Regions from separate parts of the Capra hircus genome. Here region 2 is linked to region 1. A link is a contact called in public Hi-C data. All regions are on one chromosome and are shown on one strand. The core of a region is the stretch at or near the end of the contact, and the rest is flanking DNA. Distances in the headings are between cores, read along the strand shown.

Region 1 (6,488 bases), core at 764-3,263:
CCCTAACACAGCTCTAGCCAATGACTGGGGAGATAAACCCCTCCTGTTCACCAGGATTGGCAGATGGTCTCCATTGGTCCAGTGAGCACAGCGCTGGGGAGAGATGCAGAGATGAGAAGCGACTGTTGGTTCCCCAGCGTCCTGTGCCCCTAATGGGCCCTGTGCTGAGAAAGGAGGGGATGACTCCTGTTTACCTCCCCAGGATGGGAGAGGGTGGTGAACCCCATGGAGAAGGACCTTTTGGCAGAAAACAACAGGTTGATCACAGCTCAAGAGCAACTGTTTGGTAACTGCTTGCCTAAAATATGCTTGTCGTTATCAACTCAGAATTTTTAGAGTCAGAAGGGTTTGTGAGATCCTGGCTGGATCCCTCATTTTGCTTGTGAGCGAACGATGGCAGTGGGGACTTCAGCTAACATGGATTGAACACGTGTGAGTTGGGCGTACGGAAGGGCACTATCCCTGCCCGCTAGAGGCCTGCCTTCTAGAGGGAAACAGGCACACTTAACGGTGCTGCTGCTCCGATGCTGAAGGCTTCAGCTGAGGGATAGATGGGATGAGGACAGCAGAGATGAGCGAGACTGGGGTGTCAGGGAGGCCTCTAGGGAGATGACATTTGCCCTGAGCATTGATCAAGTCGGGATTTGCTGCATGGAGGAGTGTGAGCTGTAGTTCTCCAGGGAGAGGAACCAGTGAGAGATGCATGGAAGATGGATGAGGGGATGACTACTCGGCAGGAGGGAGGAATCAGGAAGACAGAGGCCAGGTCCTATGCTGTGAGCTTTGCTGGGGAATTTGAAGGTATAAGGAAGCCAGTGAAGGACATATGTGTGAAGACATAAATATGGGGAAAATCTAGAGACATACACATCACACAGACACGTACCCTCCCCACCCAGAGTGGGGAGGTTTCAGGCAGGGCAGTGATTGATGGGATTCTGGTGTCAGAAAATAACAGGTGAATGAGGCAGTTCCTGCCCTCGGGTGAGTCTCAAAGCAGGGGAGACAGGTGTTTCGGTTCTCTCCACACGGTTTAGCCAATCTAGAGGTTAAGTCCAAATGTTGAGAGAATGGGGAGTTCTCTCTGAGAGTGAGGGGGCGCTAAGAGGTGAGGGTCGTGGAAAGCCCCGGACCTCTGACATTTCCAGATGGAGGTGGGGGCACTCCAGGCAGGGGCAGCTGTAGGAATAAAGGGGGTCAGGGTGTATTAAAGCCCCTGCCCCGTGATTGTGGAGGTGGTAAGAAGGCCTGAGTGCTCACCTACCGAATTTGCATGGTATCTGCTGCCGTGGAATGAGATTGCTGGAAGAATTGGATGTGCATGTAGTCTACCTCTGGGCGGGGGGCAGAGGAGCAGTTCCAGAGTCAGCCAGCAGGCGGGGCCCTGCTCCCATTTTCGGAGCTGCTGTAGGAACCGGTGTGAAGATGTAGGATGGTCCGCCGGGGCGGGAGATGAGAGGGGAGAAGGAAAACAAATCTGGCTCCTTGTCAGGCACCCCGATGGTACTTTTGTGTGTTTTATAACCCCTAAATTCTCCCAGAAGACCCAAGAGGAGGTTGGTGGTGTTCTCCCCTTTATAGCTGGGAACTTGAGGCTCACAGAGAGTGCTCAGCTTGACAAGTGAATTTCTCAGCAATTCAGACCTGGCCCTGATGCTTAGGGCTGTGAACAGCACAAGGTAGCTTCTGACTCAGGTTGAGGCCCCTGCCTGTGCCTGGGGTCTGTGGGAGACTGGGTTGAATTTTGATCCCTTTCTGGTTTTTCTCTTCCTCAGTTTCCTACCCTTCTGTCTCCATCTCTGGTCCCCTTTGGGGTCTGTGGAGCTTCAAGTGCTGTCTCCACACCTGGGCCAGGCAGGGTGTCTAAAGGGGCCCCTGCAGACACTATTACTACACTCGTGGCCTGGGGGCAAGATTACTGACAGGAAGTGCAGCTGAGATGTGGAGGGAGGCTTTCCACAGAGAGCCTCTACTGATGAAGTCTCCCAGCCAGCCGGCCTGCCTCAGCCCCGCAGCCCGCCTCTCTCCTCATTACCATGGTCTTCCTCCACAGCCAGGCCACCACCTGCACCTGGAGCCTGTCTTCCCTCCCCCTCCGGTTATGCCCTCTCCAGCTGACACCGTCAAGACGGTTTCTCCTCCAGACTTTCCCCAGCAGCGTTCAAATGCACCGTCACTGCTTTCAAAGAGAAAAAGCGAAAAACCTTCTTGATTCCACTTTCTCACCAGCGACTTCCTGTTTCTCTGCTCCACTTTTCAGTACAACTTCTGGAAAGAATTGTCTCGTCTTGTGTCTTCACCCTCCCACTCGCACGCAAATCCACTTCAGTCAGGCTTTTGTCCTAACACTCTTATCAAAACCATGCCTGCTGATGACTCCAGTCCTGGTGTTCACTGCTCTGCTCAGAGCATTCCCAAGGCCCCTTATTTCCTGCAGTGTTAAGAGCCACTGTGTACATTGCTCTGCAGCCCCTCCCATTGCCTCTCTGTCCCGCTGCCTCTCTCCCCCTTGCTCCCTTGGCCACAGCCACACCAGGGACTGGCTGGCCCTTAAAGGCACACTCCCATCCTGCCCTTGTAGCTGGAACACTTCCCCCAGATGGCTCCCTCCCTCATTGCCTTCAAGTTGAACAAGAGGACAGCAGGCCCTGGCCTCCAGTGGCTGGCCTGGCTGCCACAGCTGGGCCTTGGTATTCTCCTCCTGCACATAAAGTTTCACAGAACATCAGTGTCCAGACAAGACCGCTCTGTGACCATGATGGGTCAAGACAATCATGTCTGAACACAGAAAAAATGTGAATGTTATCCAAACTACAAAAAGGAATAATTAACTTAAATGTCAATGGACTGAATGCTCCAATCAAAGAACAGAGTGGCAGACAGGATGAAAAAACAAGAGCCTAGGAATATGCTACCTACAGGAGACCCACCTTAGGGCAAAGGACCCACACAGATCAAAAGTGAGGGGATGGAAAAGGATATTTCATGCAAACAAATGAAAGCTGAAGTTGCAATACTCAAGTCAGACAAAACAGACTTTGAAGCAAAGGCTGTTAAAGGAAAGATAAGGAAGGACGGTGTATAATGGTAAAAGGATCAATACAAGAAAAGGATTTTATACTCATCAACATACAGGCACCTAATACGGAAGCACCCAAATATCTAAAACAAATACTAAGACATAAAGGTTGAAACTGATGGGAAAACAGTGAGAGTAGGATACTTTAACACTTCACATCAATGGACAGATCTTCTGGACAGAAAGAGGCGACAAAGATCAATAAGGCGACAGAGATCCTAAATGAGACAATAGAACGGTTAGACTTAATTGATATTTTCAGAACATTGCATCCAAACCACTAAAAGGACCAGCCATCTCTGTAGTGGGTTGACTCGTGACCCCAAAAGGTACGTCCACTTGGAACTCAGAATGTGACCTTATTTGGAATAAGAGCTTTTGCAGATGTAATTATAGTAAGCATCTTGATATGCAATCATCTTAGATAAGAGTGGGCCCTAGGTCCAGTGATAAATGTCCTTGTAAGAGACAGGGAAAGACATCAAGACACAGGGGAAACTTGTGAAGAGCATCTGGAAGCCCAGGAACACGAGGGGCTGCCATCAGCCACCAGAAGTAAGGAGTGAGGCATGAAACAGAGCCTCCAGAAGAACCAACCCTGCCAACATCTTGACAGCAAACTTCTGGCCTCTGGAACCGTGAGAGTAAATTTCTGTTAAGCCACCAAGTTTGTGGTAATCTGTTATGGCCATCCCCCTACAGTTCATAAGGAAAACTTGTGTCATGCTAATAACAGCGGTAGCCTGCGTCTGGTCTTCCCTCCTCATTAAGGTTCATTAAGATCCCCAGTCATAGAATTGCCCCTGCTCTTGACAGCATCCAATCCATAGGAAAGTCCTGGTTCCTGGAGCCCTCCTAAATCATCTAACCCAAGTCCAAATCCTAGAGTAAGGCCTTTCTAAGGCTCTCTGAGTGGCCCCACGGTCCCCATGCTCCCCATGGAGGGCGCTGTCCCTCACTATGAGTCAGAAACCCAAGGTGATAATTTTCCTGTCTTCCTGGTGGTCTTTGGCTGGAGGTTGCTGACAAAGTCTTCACCCAAAGGTTACCATCTCCAGTGAGGACTGCAGTCGCCCCACCCCCCTTCTGCCTCCCGCTTCCCTTGCTCCATTTTCTGCATGGCACCCATTGCCTTCACCCACACTGGATCAATTGCTTATTCACTCTGTATTGTTTATGGTCTGTCTCACCCATCCCCAACCCCATTTGAATGTGAGCTCTACTAGGGGCATGGATGGTGGTTGCAATTGTTTCTGGATGTATTTGAAGTGGCTGGGACAGGGATTAGCTCATCTAGTGAAAGCGAAGTCGCTCAGTCGTGTCCGAGTCTTTGCGACCCCATGGACTGTAGCCTATCAGTCTCCTCCATCCATGGGATTTTCCAGGCAAGAGTGCTGGAGTGGATTGCCATTTCCTTCTCCAGGGGATCTTCCCGACCCAGGAACTGAACCCGGGTTTCCCACATTGCAGGCAGACGCTTTACCGTCTGAGCCACCAGGGAAGCCTAAACAAGCAGTAAATATTTGTTGAATGAAAGAACCATTGCTAGGAGAGGCACTCCTAACCAACTTGGTCATCAGGAAGGCTTCCCTAGAAATGGAGTGTGAAGGCTGGGATCTGATGGGGGAATAGAGGTGATCCTGCATGAAAATGGTGAGGAGCTTTCCCAGCAGGTGCAAAAGGCCTGGGGAAGCAACAGGGTATTTCAGGGTTAATGGAGTACAAGCGCTTCCAAGTGGCTGAAGGGGGAGTTCTGGAAAGGGAGGGCAAGAGATGAGATTGCAGAGTTGTCAGGGCCCAGACGAGCTGGGTCATTGGGAGCTCACACTTCACCCCAAGGGTCATGGGGATAGTTACTCCACAGCAGGTGGAATCTTCCTGAACCAGGGATCAAACCCATGTCCTCTGAATTGGCAGGCGGATTCTTAATCTGGACCACCAGAGAAGTCCAGAAGGCAGCATTTAAAGGGCAGATGGCAGGACGGTGCTGAGGGAGAGGTGAGGCTGGAGGCAGTGGCAGAGACTGAAGACCAGTGGCAAGACTGAAGGCGCCTGGGTTGAGGTGGCAGCTGCAGAGAGGAGGCGGAGTCCTGGGAGAAAGAAGACCCCTGGCCTGGGCACCTGGCCTTTCAGAGGTGCCATTCACTGCGGAGGGGAGCGTGGAGGAACGGGTTTCAGGAAGGCGCTGAGTGTGAGGACCTTCAGGGGAACATCAGGGGAGACGTCAAGTGGGCTGTACATATACCTGGAGCTTAAGGTCAGACTGGAGATTCAGGCTCAAAAGACGGCTGCAGTGGGAATGAAGCCTTGGCGGAGTTTTCTGAAGACTTCTGCCTGAGGAGCCGCAGCCCCGGGGGCTCACGGCAGGCAGGGTGTCAGGAAAGGTGGAAGGAGACCCACCACCCCTTTTCCACTCTCTCTGGGGTCTCTAGGTCTCACTTTGCTCCCTGGAGCCCCCTGGCCCACATGCCTGGAATCACTTGCTAGGATAGAAGAATCCTCTCCTAATAATTCACTGCCCCTGGCTTGTTTAGAAGGAAGTGGAAGAGGCTCTGTGTGCACACACGCTCTGGAACCAAAACCCCACCTGGGGGTGGAGATGGCAGCCCGGTCCTCCCTGGGACTCAAGCCCTCATTATTCTGGGAAAGTTCAGAAGTGGGGCCACATCAGGGGTCAACCAGAGGCAGTCTGGGCACAACGGCACCATCAGCAGCTCCCAGACAGCAGGGCTGGGAGGCAAGTCTGGCACAGGCTGGTACACTCCCTTCCCACTCCAACGGCCCCAGCCCCCTGCCCCTGAGACTCTGACTAGAGCTGGAGGCAACCCTGTTCAGATGGGGAGGCTTAACCCAGGCTCTCTGGGCTCTACCCTGCTTCCTTCTGCCTCCCCCTGCCGTCTGCCAACCAGCGAGACGGCTTCCCTCCTGCCTCCTTGGAGCACCAGCATCTGCAGCCCCCTGAGTGTCCCCCCGTGCCTACCAAGCCATGTCCCACACCTCCTCTGGGAACTTAAAATAGAGTTCACAGCACATCACTCTTCATTCCAATGTCCCTCAAGCAGGGACTTGTCCCCAAAGCTTTAGGATCAGAAGCCAAGCTCCGGGGCCTCCCATGCTGCCACTTGACACTTTTTTTTATTGTCAGTTCCTCAGTGCGCATCCTCCTTCGTGCCCTCCCACTTCGTTTCCCACTCACCCTTGGCTCGCATCACTTCCTCTGAATGACCTTCCTTGGTCCCAAGGTTGCTGCAGGAAGGTCAGCTTGAATAAACCTCACTCTCTGGGTTTTTTCCACCAGGGTTTCTGGAAGGGAGAGTCTGGGTCTGTGGTGTTGACCATAGTTTCCCAGTAAACCCACAGTGGGCCAGCCAATAGGGATGGCATTGAACTGAAATGTGTCATGAAGCAC
Region 2 (5,975 bases), core at 2,565-5,064, 60 kb after region 1:
CCTTCTCCAGGGGATGTTCCTGATCCAGGGATCAAACGTGTGTCTCCTGCTTTGGCAGGCGGATTCTTTACCACTGAGTCACCAATTCATAGCCATTTTGCTCATAGAAGGCTCTTGCAGGGAGAAACATCAGTTAAATTGCAAAACTGAGTTAATCCATGGAGATAATGGTTTTAGGGCTGCCTTGGATCCCTCTCCCAGATTGTATAAAGCAAAGAAAGTAGGACCTTACTTAAATACCAGTCTAAACAAGCATCTGAAACTAGGATCTAAAGCTGTCATTTAGCTTGCACTTAATGTTTCCTAGTAGAAATAGCTATTAAAAAACAAAAAGCTCCTCATCCATCCATGGGCCCTCCAATTTCCCTCTGGGAAATAAAGTTGCAGGAAGGAAAGAAAAGGTCTTCCAGAAATGGTTTTAAGGCCTTCAGGAAGAAATATCAATAACCTCAAATATGCAGATGATACCCTATGGCAGAAAGTGAAGAGGAACTAAAAAGCCTCTTGATAAAAGTGAAAGAGGAGAGTGAAAAAGTTGGCTTAAAGCTCAACATTCAGAAAACTAATAAGATCATGGCATCTGGTCCCATCACTTCATGGGAAACAGATGGGGAAACAGTGGAAACAGTGTCAGACTTTATTTTTGGGGGCTCCAAAATCACTGGAGATGGTGATTGCAGCCATGAAATTAAAAAACGCTTACTCCTTGGAAGTTATGACCAACCTAGATAGCATATTAAAAAGCAGAGACATTACTTTGCCAACAAAGGTCCATCTAGTCAAGGCTATGGTTTTTCCAGTGATCATGTATGGATGTGAGAGTTGGACTGTGAAGAAAGCTGAGCACCGAAGAATTGATGCTTTTGAACTGTGGTGTTGGAGAAGACTCTTGAGAATCCCTTGGACTGCAAGGAGATCCAACCAGTCCATCCTAAAGATCAGTCCTGGGTATTCATTGGAAGAACTAATGCTGAAGCTGAAACTCCAATACTTTGGTCACCTGATATGAAGGGTTGACTCACTGGAAAAGACCCTAATGCTGGGAAAGATTGAGGGCAGGAGAAGGGGACGACAGAGGATGAGATGGCTGGATGGCATCACTGATTCAACGGGCATGAGTTTGAGTGAACTCAGGGAGCTGATGATGGACAGGGACGGCTGGCATGCTGTGATTCATGGGGTTGCAAAGAGTCGGATACGACTGAGCAACTGAACTGCACTGAACTGGGTCAGTGTCAGTGTCATATTTAATAATAGTAACAACTTAGAAAGCACCTACTATTGTGACCACCATTCTGCACCTCATCATAACAGTAACTTTTAAGACAGGAATTATTATCCTCATCTTATAGGACAGGAAATAGAATGAGACATGAGCATTTTTCTCTATTGAGATCTATAATTTCAACTGATTTATCACAAACACAATACTCTGTTTGTTTGAACACAATACGAGTTCATTAGAATCAGGAAGCTGCTCATCTAACAGGTTATCAGGACAATGATGCTAGAAAGACTGTCGAACAGCTTTAGGTCCAGATAGTGTGAGGCACACTCTCCACATTTGGGACAGTAACACCAATGAGAGTGTACACTTGAGGACCAGGAGTCAGGATCTCATTCCTCTAGACTAAATTCCACAAGAGGTATCATGTCAATTTTTGCTCAAAATTACATACTTCACACTTAACTGGACTTACTATTTGTTGAATGAAAAAATGAATGAGGGAAGTGACAAGCAGCACCATCTTTATGAGTCCTTTTTCTATTTTTCCATGACTAAACAACTTTCCTTTTAACAGTCAACAGTTGTTCTTTTTTTAACTCACTTCTCATTAAAGGAAACCTTGGTGAGGTGAAATGGGTACAATTCCAGAACCCTAGCTCACAGAAACCAAATACTCACTTGATTGAGGCTACGGACATGTGTTGGAGTTGGTTCTTGAGATCCTGAAAGTTTAATCCTTCAGGTCTTGGGCAAGCCTTGATCAAATTCAGCACCTAAAGATTCAAATCAGAAAGATTTCAGAAACTACTATGAATCAGCTCCCCTATCAAGCAAGAATCTCTTTATAAGAAAGAAATGAGTCAGATACTTAGCACCATTAAGAAAGTAACAATTTACAGCTCTGTGTCTTGCAAAATCTGGAGCCACTCCAGTGTTTACCTGGTTCTGGGCCACAGTGAGGCCATTTGCTGGTATGAAGTTATTCCCACCGAAGTTCCCAGCTTCACCCATTCCTGGATTGCTGACAGGTGCTCTCCCAGCTGAAGGCTGAATTAAGAAGTTCACAACAATTTAAACACAGTTCTTGCTCTTTTAAATATCTTAATAAGTAGTTTACAAAAAACAATTTAAGCAAATTTTTTTTTGTTTTTTCTGACCACAACATATGGCTTATTGGATCTTAAGTTTTCCAACCAGAGATTGAATCCAGGCCACGGCAGTGAAAGTACTGAATCCTAACCACTGCATTGCCAGGGAATGTCCTAAGCAGAATTTTCCAAATAACAATTGCTTAGACTGGAAAGGACAGCTATTATCTAATGAGTATTTCATAAGATAAAGTCATTCTCTGAAATATATATATCATATCAAACAGAAAAAGATACTTCCTGGCTTACCCTTTTCTTTGCGATGTGAGAGGAACCAGAGGAAAAAAAGCACAAAGAAAATTAATGAGTTCTGCTATAGTGGTATCTACCTTTGGTGCTAAATCATGCAAGCACTTACTAAGCATCAGCTAGGCATTAAGCATTACAAGGAGGGAAAAGAAGACACAATTCTCATCACCCACTTTTTTTTTTAACCAAACTTCTAAAAAACAGTAATAGTCACTATTTTCACTTCTCCCCTATTTGGATTCCCCCCAAATATACCCCTGAAACTGTTCCCACCAAAGTCACCAATGCTTTTCAACCAACACAGCCAGTAATCCCTTTCAGTCCCTCATAACACTTGACCTCTCAGAAGCAGACACTGTTGACCACACTCCTCTTGAAATGGACCTATCCCTGGGCTTCCTAGCACCATATTCTTCTAGCTGTCCACTTAACGAACTCTGCCTTCTCAGTATCTCCTCTCAGTCTCCTCATCTACCTGTCTTTCAGAAGGCTGATAGTTCCCCCAGAATTTCATCCCAGACTTCCTTTGAGACCACAAATCCTTGTCCCCAACCATCAGCTGAAGACCACCACTTAGATGTCCCATGCACTTCAAAATAAAGTTCACTACTTTCCTCCCCAAACTGACCTACTGGCTATGTATTCCATCTCAGTTAGCAAGCCCAAGCCCAGTCCTGCAGAAGTCAGCCATCTGTGTCTCCAGTCACTCATCTCCCATAGTCTGCACCACACCCTATTAATATGATCTTCAACAGTTCCAGTCCATCCTCATCACCCCTAGTCTCCTGACTAGTGTCTCAGCTGGAAGTCTCTCCTATGTCAACCAACCCTCCTTATTGCTCCAAGTAATAATTTCTGATCACGTCTCTCCTCCACCTAAATGTTTTCAGCTGGCTCCCCCTGCCTGTGAAAATAATATGAAAATTCCTGGACAGTCAAGACCTACCACAATTAGACATCAGAGTCTTTTTTTAATTCTTGACCACTAGGTTTTAACACAGAGACTTCTGGCCGTTCACACATGCCTCTGACACTTTATTCCATGTCTGGAATGCTCCTCTCGTCATCTGCCTGGGAAACACTCTTCTTATCCTTCAAAGCCCAACTTAATTGCCACTGCCTTCAAGAAGCCGTCCCTGACACCCTCCCAGGCCAGGTTAGCTGTGCTCTTTCTGGTCTCACAGCACTCACTCCATTCCCTCCCACAGCAGCCATCATGGTTGGTCACTTCCCTTCAGCTTTGCAGTGCCTGGTGGGCAGCAGGTGCTCAGTCAATGTTTATTGAACTGAATAAAGATGACAAAAGCTCAAATATGTTAAGTACTCATTACAAGTAAAAGAGCATTGTGGAAGCTCATCAGGGGAACTCCCATCCAGGCAGGAGACTCATTCCTTCAACATTTATCCATTAAATGCCAATGCTTTGAGGTCATAAAAAAAATAAACAACAAAAATCAGTCATGATCCTCTTGTTTTCAAGCTAGATGCCTTCACATTGCTTTCTGGTAAAACAGAAATCTCATGTTATAATAATACTGACATGAACACTATTTTTTCTCTGGATACCTCTGCTGATACGACCTGCTTCATGTATCCCCCCTACCTCCCATGTAAATTTTACGACCTGGTTTAGGCATCATCTCCTCCAGCAGGCCTTTCTTGATGTCTGGGTCAGGATGGCCAACTCCCCTCTGTGGTTCCACGGTGTACTGCACTTGCCACTCATTGCTGCTTCCACTACTTAAGTGATCTGAACCCCACCCCGGCAATGCTTGAGGCAACTCAGTGAGAGAAAGGATTATTTTATTTACTCCTCAATATAATTGTCTATGCTCACAACTTCCACCTATTCTCACTTTAAACCATTTTTATCACAGAACATTTGATACATACGTATGTTATGAAGCACAGTCATAAAATAAACACCCTAAACTTTCTATCCAATCCCATTCTTTCTAACCCATGCTCCCCCTACTGTTACTAAAGCCACTCTTTTGGAGATCCATGTTTCCAAATTCAACAGACCCCTCTCATCATCTTACTTGACTTCTGGGCAGCTTTCTCCAGTTGAACTCCATCCTGTCCTTAAAATACTCTTTTCAGAATATCCTATGGAATCACATTCCCCAATTTTCTTCCTGTCCAGCTGACAACTTCTTTGACTTTCTCTGGTTCCTGTGCCTCCACACTCCTAAAGGTTAGTGTTCCAGAGCTCAGGTCTCTAATAACTCACTAGTTATCTCATCTCATCTCTTCTGAAGCTTTAAATACCATCCACACAATGACTCCCAAAGTGCTTTCTCTAGCCCTGATCCCTCCCTCGAGTCCCAGCCTTATACAGACAACCTTCCACTCCGGTCTCCATTTGGGTGTCTAACTGGCACTTTACATTTGTTAACTCCAAAACAGAATTCTGGATTTTATCCTCAAAACCTGCTAGCTTCATCTAGTTAATCAAGCCCCAACCCTAGGAGTTATATCTGAACCCTGCCTTTTCTTTATATCCTGTTTCTAAACTATCAATAGGTTCTGCAGCTCTATCTTCAAAATAGGTTAGAATCCAACCTCTTCTCCCAGTTCCTACCACCATTCCCCCAAATTACTGCTGTTGCTATTGCTGGAGCCTCAATCTCTCTCCATACAAGAGCTCAAATTAGCTTTTGCAATGGTAAATCACACCCCAACACTCCCTAGTCAAAATCTTCTAAAAGTTTACTACCAGTGAGAAGACAGTAATTCTTACTACAGCCTACAAAGCCCTACCTCCTCTGGGTCCCACTTCCTTGTCTACATCCCTCTACCATCTTCCTGTCATTTGCTTCACTCCAGACAGACAGTGTGGCTTTTTAATGTTCTCAGATATGCCAAGCTTGTTCCAATCTTGCGGCTTCTCATTTTTTATTTCCTCAGCTTCGAATGTTCTTTTCTCATCTAAAATTATACCATACATTTTTCTCCATCACTGTCCTGTCCTATTCTGCTTTACTGCAGAGTATCTATTAGTTCAGTTCAGTTGCTCAGTCGTGTCTGACTCCTTGTGACCCTATAACTGCAGCATGCCAGGCCTTCCTGTCCATCACCAACATCTGGAGTCCACCCAAACCCATATCCATTGTGTCGGTGATGCCATCCAATCATCTCACCCTCTGTCGTCCCCTTCTCCTCCTGCCCTCAATCCTTCCCAGCATCAGGGTCTTTTCCAATGAGTCAACTCTTCACATCAGGTGGCCAGAGTATTGGAGTTTCAGCTTAAACATCACTCCTTCTAATGAACACCCAGGGCTGATCTCCTTTAGGATGGACTGGTTGGATCTCCTTGCAGTCCAAGGGACTCTCAAGAGTCTTCTCCA

Evidence for each region. A called contact is a pair of places that touch in the nucleus more often than the background predicts.
Region 2: a Hi-C map of blood shows a contact between it and region 1, with 3 times the contacts expected there. The contact joins two enhancer-like sites. A contact is called at or near these places in 3 of 5 Hi-C or Micro-C datasets (all in blood).

What each region holds. Positions count from the first base shown.
Region 1 is chr2:10,443,633-10,450,120 of ARS1.2, forward strand. No RefSeq gene overlaps it. Among named protein-coding and RNA genes, the nearest start is that of PPP1R8, 23 kb to the left of the region's middle. Within about 2 kb of position 2,014, at least 1 of the 5 cell types and tissues checked has an H3K27ac peak or open chromatin away from gene starts, as enhancers often do.
Region 2 is chr2:10,502,002-10,507,976 of ARS1.2, forward strand. It overlaps RPA2 (replication protein A 32 kDa subunit), which reads right to left. Exons shown (of 9, transcript XM_005676786.3): 7 at 2,168-2,275; 8 at 1,907-2,001. Among named protein-coding and RNA genes, the nearest start is that of RPA2, 17 kb to the right of the region's middle. Within about 2 kb of position 3,815, at least 1 of the 5 cell types and tissues checked has an H3K27ac peak or open chromatin away from gene starts, as enhancers often do.